Linked DNA regions of Mus musculus: region 1 is linked to region 2. Evidence: chromatin contacts called from public promoter capture Hi-C data. All regions are on one chromosome and are shown on one strand. The core of a region is the stretch at or near the end of the contact, and the rest is flanking DNA. Distances in the headings are between cores, read along the strand shown. Region 1 holds the start of Paqr9 (progestin and adipoQ receptor family member IX). Region 2 overlaps U2surp (U2 snRNP-associated SURP domain containing).

Region 1 (5,292 bases), core at 890-3,389, 82 kb after region 2:
AAAGAAAATCTGTGAAACTTCTCCCAATTATGTAAGTGAGCTGCTTATGAAACCAAGGGGTTGCAAATGTGGGAATTATGGTATGAGGAACACCGGTTCCAGTCCGCAGCTTAGGGTGTTTGTGGGGAAACAAAGGGAACATGAATTATTTTGTTCCTCTGACTTTCCTGTGGTTCCGAGATTTAGCATCCCCCCACTTGAATTGAATGCTTGACTCCTAATCGGTTTTACACGTTACCTCGGGTCCCTCTCCACGTGGTAAAGGAAGCTAGAGTTCAATTTTAAAGCTGAGGAAAACTAAAAGGGAAAGAGAGATAAATAAATGATCAGTTAAAAAACTTCAACCAAAACCCGAATTCATTGCAAACCCACTAGCCAAAAAATATGTGATAGGTCAGAAAGATATAACATTACCGTGCACCTTTGGCCTGATTGTGCAAGAGTTTGCAAAATCAACGAGTGGAAACTATTTCAGAGAAAAGGCTGAAACTTCCAAAAAGACTTGATTAATCCTAAACATTTACAATACAAAATGACAGTCTAGTTATAAACAACTTATCCATACTAATAATCTTCTTTAACCTCCTTACAAGATTCTGTTTAGTGATGAAGGTGGCCCTTTTGATTTTAAAATGAACATAAAATAAAAATTTAAAATTCAATCGAAAGCCTTTTCCTAAGTGGGATGGTCCTTCCTAGCAGTCCGATTCCTCCTAGTGAAGGTTAGTGGGTGTTCTAGTTTCATATATGAAGTCTAACAGCAGACTGCCTGTGTTCACATTCACCACCTGGGTGTACTCAACATGGCCATGGTGCCTCCATTTTCCTTATCTGCAAAATGGGGGAAAGAGTATCTAAGATATTTTAAAGCTGTAAGACATCAAGTGCCTAACACCTCAAAACTGTATGTATATCTTTGTTATACCAAGGTGAAGACTCCGGTCAGATGAAGCCACACCCGGAGTATCACTGAAAGATGGAACACGGTGAACATTTGAGACGTCACTGGGAGACCCCCATCTTGGAAGTCTAGGTTATGATATTTTTCACACCGCTGCTCATCACAAACCTCTGAACTCTTCAAGTCTCCTTTTCTTCGGGCCCCTTGCCTGAAGAAACTCATACTAGACCTGCCAGGTACTTCTAAGGTTAATTATGCATAGGTTTCTCTAAACCATCGATGCTAAGCCTCTAGGAACCCTCTCAACTCTCTTTTCTGGTTTGTTCTAGAAGACGCCTATAGTCTTCCCTCATCTGCTTCCTCCCGAGGCTCCTGCACAGCTCTGCTTGGGAAACCCTTTTTAATACATTCCCCGGCTCCTTAGAGGCGTTCTGAATCCCCAAACCATCATCTGAAACTGTTCCTGAAAATCCGTTGTCGAGCGCTCCTGAGCTCTTCATCGGATTCCTAGTTAAAGAAGCCACAGAGGAGTAAGCTGGGGCTTCCGAGTTGGTGAGTTGAGCTGAAGACCAGCTTGGGAATTGTCCCTTTAGGTCCCTTTAGACACCACAAAGAGAGAGAGGAGGAGGATAGTGACGCACCTGAATAGGTCCGCTAGAGTAAGGAAATAAACTAGGACTTGACGTGGATTGAGTAGGAGGGCAACACTCACACACACACACAGAGGGGGGCACACACACACTCACACACGGATGACAGACAGCAGAACAGAGAGGCAGGCAGCACCAGCTGTCTGACAACCGCCAAGCTCGGATTCGGACACCGTCTCTAAGCGGGTACCGCAGTGCCCTCCCTGACACCTCCGCAGGTTACAGTTAGAGCATCCCTCCGCCCAGCCCGGCTCCCCGCCCCCCACGAACTCGGGTCCCCAGTGTCCTCTAGAACGCCGGCGTGGCTGTCGCACTTCGAACCCCCTCGCCCACCCTTGCCCACCCTCTCGCCCTGGGCGCCGGCGGCCGCGTCTCTGGCCAGCCTCCGGCCCCGCATCAATCATTAACGCGGCGGCCCGAGCGGTCGCAGCCCGAGAAGGGGGGGATGGTAGGAGACGCAAGACAGGGGACACCTCCATCCCCCCGCCGCGGCGCAGACACCCTAACCCCGGGGGCCCCCGCCCTGCGCGGCGCCGCCCTCCCCCGCCAGCGCCTCGCGCACATCCCGCCTCCCGCCGCCCGCCCCGCGCGCACGATGCCCAGTCACCGCCGCGCCGCCGCCGCCGCCACCACCGCCACCACCGCCGCAGTCAGCCGCGCCACCGCCGCCACCGCAGCGCGGCCGGCCGCGGGCTGAGAGACCCGAGCGTGGCGAGGACGCCGCCGGCAAGCCGCGCGCGCAGCAGCAGCCTCCCGCCCGGTGCGCCGAGCCCCCGGAGCAGCCCGCTTCCAAGCCGAGGCCGCGTAGCCAACCTGCGGCCGCGGTCCCGCGCGCGCGCGCGCGCACAAAGGCTCCGACGGCGCCCGGCGCCCGCGGTGGCCTCGCGCGCGCCCTAGCTAAGCCCGGGGCACCATGCCGCGGCGCCTGCAGCAGCGGGGCGCCGGCGTGAAGGGACCGCCGGCCTCGACCTCCCGGCGCTCGCATCCCGCCTCCGCCTCCGCCCCCCGGAGCCCGCCGGCGGCCACGACCAAGCCGCTGCTGCGCTGGGACGAGGTGCCCGATGACTTCGTGGAGTGCTTCATCCTGTCCGGCTACCGGCGGCTGCCGTGCACCGCGCAAGAGTGCCTGGCCTCGGTGCTGAAGCCCACCAATGAGACGCTCAACTTCTGGACGCACTTCATCCCGCTGCTGCTGTTCCTCAGTAAGTTCTGCCGCCTCTTCTTCCTGGGCGGCAGCGATGTGCCCTTCCACCACCCCTGGCTGCTGCCGCTGTGGTGCTATGCGTCGGGGGTGCTGCTGACCTTCGCCATGAGCTGCACGGCGCACGTGTTCAGCTGCCTGTCGCTGCGCCTGCGCGCCGCCTTCTTCTACCTGGACTACGCTTCCATCAGCTACTATGGCTTCGGCAGCACCGTGGCCTACTACTACTACCTGCTGCCCAGCCTGAGCCTGCTGGACGCCAGGGTCATGACGCCGTATGTGCAGCAGCGCCTGGGCTGGCACGTGGACTGCACCCGCCTCATCGCGGTCTACCGCGCGCTCGTGCTGCCCGTGGCCTTCGTGCTGGCTGTGGCCTGCACCGTGGCTTGCTGTAAGAGCCGCACCGACTGGTGCTCCTACCCGTTCGCCCTGCGCACCTTCGTCTTCGTCATGCCGCTCAGCATGGCCTGCCCCATTATGCTAGAGAGCTGGCTCTTCGACCTGCGAGGCGAGAACCCCACACTCTTCGTGCACTTCTACCGCCGCTACTTCTGGCTGGTGGTGGCCGCCTTCTTCAACGTGAGCAAGATCCCTGAGCGCATCCAGCCGGGTCTCTTCGACATCATTGGCCACAGCCATCAGCTCTTCCACATCTTCACTTTCCTCAGCATCTATGACCAGGTGTACTACGTGGAAGAGGGCCTGCGCCAGTTCCTCCAGGCACCCCCTGCCGCGCCCACCTTCTCGGGCACAGTGGGCTACATGCTGCTGCTGGTGGTTTGCCTGGGACTAGTCATCAGGAAGTTCCTGAACAGCACCGAATTCTGCAGTAAAAAGTGAGCCTCCACCCCCGGAGGAGGCTATGGTTTGCCCACCGGTTTGCGTGGAGTTTCTGTTGTTGTTGTTGTTATTGTTGGTTTGTTTTCAAGTTTTGTTGTTTCCTTCTTTGCTGGAAGAGGGTGCTGCAGGCCACTAGGGAAAGGTTCCCTGACAGTTGGGGAATCCCAAGTCCACTGGCCTTTAGAAGAGGGAGATGGGAGGTGAAACAGAAGGAAGAGGGCCTCCGGGAAGAAAATTAGGGACTGTCTATGATATCCAGGGATTTTTGCAAAGACAGTGAGGATTGTGATTACAGATAGAGCCCCAAGCAGTTGGCTTTTCTAACAGTCTTCTGTGTCCCTTAGTGAAGGCAGGTATGCAGTGAAGAGGATAAACACAAACCCCTGGCTGCTTCTGAGGTCTAGCAATGCTTGGATTTGTCGAAAGAATGGAGCTTTCTCTGTTGGGAAATGGGCACAAAGACACAAACCCGGGGCTTAACCCGCTAGACAATGCATGGAATGTGAACACAAGTTAATTATTTCAAAATGTGTATCAGATGTTATTTAAATGATAATATATTCAATGATTTTTTTCATAATTTATCGAAGCCTGTGAGATGCACTGGATTTCCTTTGTCACATAGTTTTGATTTTTGCAGCCTTCTGCATTGCACACGTGAACTGGACCTTAGGGCAAGCTGCTTGAGAGAGTTCTCGACTACATTTTTAAACAGTGTTCTGTGAAGGCCTGTGAGTGTCATGATAAAACTGTGAATGACTACATAGGGACTCTGATTAGACTATTGGTTAGGCTCCTGTGGTTTGTATAGGTCTCCAATTCCTACTTACTTTGATGTATTCCACAAAACCCACCCTGGGTTTTTGTCTCCCCCCCCTCTCTCTTTCTCTCTTTTTTTATCTGATTCTTTCCTCTCTACTTACTTAAGTTGCCACTAAAATAAATGTGCCTTTTGAAGCAATGCCCAAATGACTGGTCCTCAAACGTAGCTTCTTGTACTGGGAGAACAGCATATTCTTTTCCCACTTTGCTGCAAATCATGGATGAACAGAACGGAGGGAAGGTGGAGGGTGGGTTTAGGTTTCTAGTGGGGCCAGAAATAGCTTGATGGTGTACAGAGTGTTTGGCTTCTGCAAGAGTCAGCCCTCTAACGTGGCTGAGGTTCCTACTGCAGCCACAACGGCTGGGAGGTTAGGACAGCGACACATGTATCCTTGCTTCAATTTTAAAAGGCAGTCAGGATCAGGAAGTTCTATTATGAAAGTCAGAATCTTGTTATTTATTACTGAAATTTTTGAGTTAAGACTACAATTGCCCAGTTAAACCTCAAAGTCTCATTTGAATCCAGGCTGTGGAAATGATTGGTAGTCACCCCAAATCCTTGCAGAGTTAGGGAACATGTTCCCAGATTCTTTCTAATGACCCTATTGGCCAGTGTTGTTAGACATTTCTTATAAATGTTAACCTGTCATTAACCTAACAGCAGTATATTTAAATATTCGCCACACTTCTTGGTAAAAGTCCTTCAGACTAAGAGGCAACTAAGAATGGGGAGCATTGGCTTAGTGGTGTAATTGAAGACAAGCACATGGGGTCTATGAACACTTACCTCAGTCCTGGTAAGATGGTGCTCCTGAAAAGATTAGTGTTTTGTCTATGCTTTTAATTGCTATTGTATTTGTAAATAGAGAACCTTGGCA
Region 2 (5,397 bases), core at 892-3,391:
CATTGACAGTATCAACAACAAGGACTATGATTAACTCACTGTTTTGCTTGAGACCAAATCTTGAAGTAGAGCCCTTTTACCCACATCCCAAGACCTCTAATAAATGCCTAAGCCTATAACCAGCACTAAATTATACATTTACTATGTTTTCTGATCCACAGATTATTTTTATAAATTAGGAACACTAAAAAAATAATAAAACACGAAAGAACTGTTAGAATGAATTATGATTCCTACAGTTTATGAAATTTTTTGAACTCTCCATTTGATATTTGCAGACCAGAATTGGCAGTGGGTAACTTTTATCTATCAAGAGCAAGGCAAAATGGGTGTGAAGAACTACTGCATAGAAAATTTGGGTACAAGAGAAGCATATGGAGGTGTGGGTAGGAAAATAAAAAAAACAAAGGAAGTGACACTGGGCATGTGACTGTAAAACACAAGATACTGCCTGTAACTTTCAGACAATTGAGACAAAAAGGAAAACCTGCTAATATTATAGGATGATAGTCCCCCAAAAAAGATACCATAATAAAGCTCTTTCCTTTGCCACAGTCAAACATATTGCTAGATACCTAAATTTTAAAATGTCAGAAAAGGTGAGTGACTTGACAGTCAAAAATTAAAACATTTCTCCATACCATCACGTGAAAAACTTAAGGGATTTTGGCAACTAAACCTGTTAGTCTGAATGTTTAAAGTCCAAACTTACAAGGCACTCCATCCAGATCATCATCAAGACTCTTTATAGGGACCCCATCCAGGTCATCGATGGGAGTGGCATCGATGGGAATCCCATCCACATCCTCCAGAGGCGCCCCGTCAAGCTCCTCCTCGATGGGAGCACCGTCAAGATCATCCGGCACATCCTGCAAAACATGCACCACTCTCTCACTGTTAGATTAACTTAAAATCCAGTGCAGAGCAACATGACTAGATAGCCTTATCTCCAGACACAATGTAAATATGTTTTATTATCCAGACTGCAGAGACAGTAACTATCTGTACACTTATTTGCATAATATATATTAAAGGCTTATCCTTGAGATCAAGTAGCATATGAGTCATGGTGAAAAGTATCAGGCTTGGTTCGTCTGCCAAAGAGCTTAGTAAAGGTTTGTTTAAAAAGAAAATAAGTTAGAACAATAGATTGAAAGTGTACATCACCATCTTATTATACTATTTAATAATTAAATTTCCCTTAAAGAAGTCAAAAGGTTATCCTGAAGTTACACTTAGGCTGAGGTCTGGTAACACAGAAAATCCAGAAAGAGAAGAGCAGGTACAAAGAGCAGTGGAAGAGAAACACTGCACTGAAGAAACTGAAACAAAGAGTCTGAGAAGAGGGTAGAAGAGTAGCTGTCCCTTCACCAACTGCTGAGGGAGAGGAGAGCCAGAACATCCTGGAAGGAAGTGAAATGACACTGGAGAAGAGCAGAATCAGATGTGTGATGCACAGAGCACAGCTCCCTGCCTTCCAAAAGCAATTTACCTCAACCTCACCAAATGATATGGGAGTCAAGAGCCCACAAAAGCAAGACTCGGTAAGACTCCTCTACTACAGAAGCCCCAAAGGATAGACAGGCTGCAACATAGTAACATGAGAAAGATGAAAAAAAGCCCTCTACTAGGAAACTGAAAGATACTGATACAGGTTAGAAGTCAGAAGAAAGTAAGCCAGGCTGAGCTCTCAGGTTCAGTCATGTTGGTACAAGCAGTCACTGTACCTTTAACTTGATGAGACTTACTTGCAGTAAGTTTATCAAGGCCCCCTTGTTAGTTGAGGGGTTTCTGTGTATTATTTGTTTTCTAATATATCATAAATCTTTTCAAGTTACTAAAAACAAAACAAAAACAGCCACTATCCCATAAGAACACATTGAAAATCCCTGTCTTATGTAACACTGACTCTTGTATTATTTAATGGTAAACAGGTATTTTTCATAAAGAAATATATGTAATATTCCCCCTCCCCCAGAAAAATATTTAAGTACAGAATACCTACCTCTGTTTCCTTTTCTTCAATGATATTTACAAGTCCTAAGAAAATATTCTGAAGTTTGATCAAAAATGGTTCTGGATAAATTGCCCAATCTTCCCATGCTCTGAAGCAGGTCATTACCCGTTGCTAAGTTAATAGAAAACAGACAGTAAATGTCAAGTCCAAACTTGAGTTCATGGGAATACCATTGTTATTGCGAATTTCCCTTTAAGTTGCTAGATCATTTTTTCAAATTAAAAAAATTAACTACATATACCATTCCTGATTTTTTAAATCAATTCAATGCTATCTTCCAAGTAAACATAAATGCTGGGGGGAAAAAAAACTTGGATTATTTTTAATTAAGGTCAACTCTCATGTATATATGAGTCATATCTTGAAAAACAATCTCACAGTACCTTCTGACCACTAGAAACCAAAGCAATCAAGCTTTACTCTCAATCCATTATGATCCAATGAAGCACTTCCCGGTCCTGAATCTTCCCCACAGTAGTATATTCATTTATTCAATTGCTACCTTGGGCTTTAACTGGCTCTGTCCTAACACTGGTTTATAACCTAAGGTTCTCTGTCTTTCCTTTCTTTTTTTTGTTTTTGTTTTTTTTTTTTCTTTTCTTTTTTTTGGTTTTTTGAGACAGGGTTTCTCTGTGTAACAGCTCTGGGTTTCCTGGACTCTTTCGCTTTGTAGACCAGGGGGGCCTGAACTCAGAGAGATCCATCTGCCTCTGCCTCCCCAGTGTTGAGATTAAAGGTGTGCACTACCACGCCCAGTCGCATAGTCTTTCATTTAAGAGGTTACTAAAATGAAAAATAAAAACTGAACAGGCTTTTTTTCCCCTGAAAACAGCACATTAAAATTATTAATAACCTGTCTTGAATGTGTATTTACAATCTAAACAAGAGCAGTGACCAGCACTCCTCACCCTCCTAAAATTTTGAATCTTCCACCACACAACCCCAGAAAACTCTGAAGATCAAATTTTCGAGTCCTTATCAAGGCCATTCTTCAGGCACCTCTGTGCTCCAGCACTGTTGAGCAGGTCATGGGTTCCCATCTGCAAACACCCACTGCACCTCAACACAGCTGGACAGGACTGTGTCGTCAGTGGCACTGTCTTCATAATGACACACTCACACTGGGGTCCATAGGGCCTTCCTCCTCTGGTGGCATCTTGTGGTAGACAGCCACTCCGTTACTCAGTCTTCCCAAAGCACCAGGCCCTCCTGGGAGACGTGGCTGACTGCTGTCCTCCACGCTCAGTTTCAGATCCGCACACAAGCTCAAGCATGGTAGGTCCCTCAGCAGGCCCAGGGTTAAATGGCACCCCCAGGCCTTATGCCACAGCATGTGAGGCCACACATCACAACCACCTGCCATACTAGAGCCACCAATGCCCTGAAGATACTTTCTAAACAACCATAAATAACTAAAATATATGTTCCTAATCCAGACAAATTTAATATACTATTATAAAACAAATAAATAGTCTTCAGGATGTGAAGAGGGGGAAAAAAAAACCCAGTATTAAAATATTTAAGTAAGGCATGAGGACCTGAGTTCAGCTCTCAGCACCTGTATCAGTTGGCTCATAAAATTTCCTGTAACTCCAACTCCAGGGGAATCCTATGCCTCTGGCCTAGGGAAGCACCTGCACTCCACATGCATACACCCACAAAGAGATACATATATATATAACTAAAATTAATTATTCATTAAAGAAATTTTAAATAAAAATATTTAAATAACATAAAACTAAAAGCTACCTGACAATACAGAATTTAAAAACCTAAAGAATCACTACTCTTTTACAGCCCTCTAATGCCCTCCTCCACTTCAGAGGTCAGGGCAGAAACAACAAAAGATACCTACCTTAAAGTTTTCAGATTGTAAATGGCCTTGAATTGTACGATAAGTAGCATTGAGGTCTGAAAATATCTGGCATAGCTTTGTTTCAAAACTGAAATTCAAACAATACATTAAGACACAATTTATTTTAAAAAAAAAATCACAGTCTCTTCAACCCACTGGCCAATGAAAACCTTTCCTGTTCTTATAACGCAAATTAAGAAATTCAAAATATCAGTGTCCTTCTTTAGCAGGCAACTTTATATTTAGGATGAATTTAGCAATCTGGCCCTTTGTGTCATATTAAAAAAAAATTTTAAAGGTAAATGATGTACATAAGGCAAAAAAAGTATTAACAATAAAAGTAGGGCTCTCCTAAAACCATTCACATACACACACAGACAGACACATATATGCAGCCTGAGCTATCCCAGGACTTTGCTATGTAGCCAAGGATAACCTTGAACTCACCTTCCCACCACACCTGATTTTGTGCAGTGCAGAGGATCAAACCCAAGAGCTTTTACACACTAGACAGTACTCTACCAACTGAACTCCACCTATACCTACATCATGACTTATTTTTTCAAAGATCACCTGGATGCTGTATAGAGAACAAACCAGGGTGTAGAAGAGGGAAAACCAGTTAGATTACTACTGTAACTCAAGCCAGACAATGGCAGTATGGGCCAGCAAGCCAGGAAAGTGGTGCTAGTTTGCTTCTCTAGATATAAAATATATTTATATCAATAAGAAGTGTTATAGATAAAGAGAGAGGAACCAGACAGACTGAAATGCCAATCAGTCCTCAGTAGCTTTCTCACTATGTAGCTTAGCTAGAATGGCCTTGAGCTACTGATCTCCCGGCCAGGATCACAGAGTGAACCCCACACCTGTTTTTGAGTGCTGCTGGATCAAACCCAGGGCTTCTCCATGCCAGGAAAATACTCAAACAACTGGGTTACAATTCCCAGCTCAGGTCACAAATCTGATTTCCTTTTGGAGTCAATTCCTTTCCCAGAGCCCGATTATTTAACAAGCACAGAAGGGGAGCTGCGTGGAACTGAGGATTTGTACAGGAATTATGATGTCCACTACAACTCCCTCCTGCTGTAGCCAACAAGAACAAGAAAAATCAATGACCAGGGCTGGAGAGACAGCTGTTTAGAGCACCGGGGTCATTCAGCTCCCAGTACTACCATGACAGATCATAGATACAATTCCAGGGGATCTGACACCTTCTAACCTACATGGGTACCAGGTATATATGTGCATACATAATATATGCAGGCATAGCACTCATATGGAAAAATAAAAATAAATCTTTTTTTTAATTAATACAATAATTATCAAAAGAAAACAATGTTAAACCTTTGGTTTTTTTTCTTTTTCCATGCCATTATTTTTAATACTATTTATGCTTATTATAAAGTAGCTAAATGGGCAAAATAATGTAGTTTTCAATTTTTTAAACTCTACCTATTAGTTCTACTGTAAATATTTAAGAAATAAAATATAAAGCATGGTGGTTCATACTAAAATCCTGCAC

The links. Promoter capture Hi-C pulls out the DNA fragments that hold promoters and counts their contacts.
Region 1: a contact with region 2 is called in a promoter capture Hi-C map of liver, with 2.2 times the contacts expected there. The contact joins the promoter of Paqr9 here to the enhancer-like site in region 2. A contact is called at or near these places in 5 of 39 promoter capture datasets (embryonic stem cells, liver, macrophages and 1 more) and 2 of 484 Hi-C or Micro-C datasets (both in liver).

What each region holds. Positions count from the first base shown.
Region 1 is chr9:95,557,495-95,562,786 of GRCm38.p6, forward strand. Paqr9 (progestin and adipoQ receptor family member IX) reads left to right here and starts at 2,140. Exons shown (of 1, transcript NM_198414.3): 1 at 2,140-5,292. The coding sequence starts at 2,465. The coding sequence ends at 3,592.
Region 2 is chr9:95,475,395-95,480,791 of GRCm38.p6, forward strand. U2surp (U2 snRNP-associated SURP domain containing) reads right to left here. Exons shown (of 28, transcript NM_001357974.1): 19 at 3,873-3,960; 20 at 2,006-2,128; 21 at 713-869. Among named protein-coding and RNA genes, the nearest start is that of Gm32133, 33 kb to the left of the region's middle. Within about 2 kb of position 2,142, at least 9 of the 459 cell types and tissues checked have an H3K27ac peak or open chromatin away from gene starts, as enhancers often do. A contact at or near this core is called in liver, where this site is marked.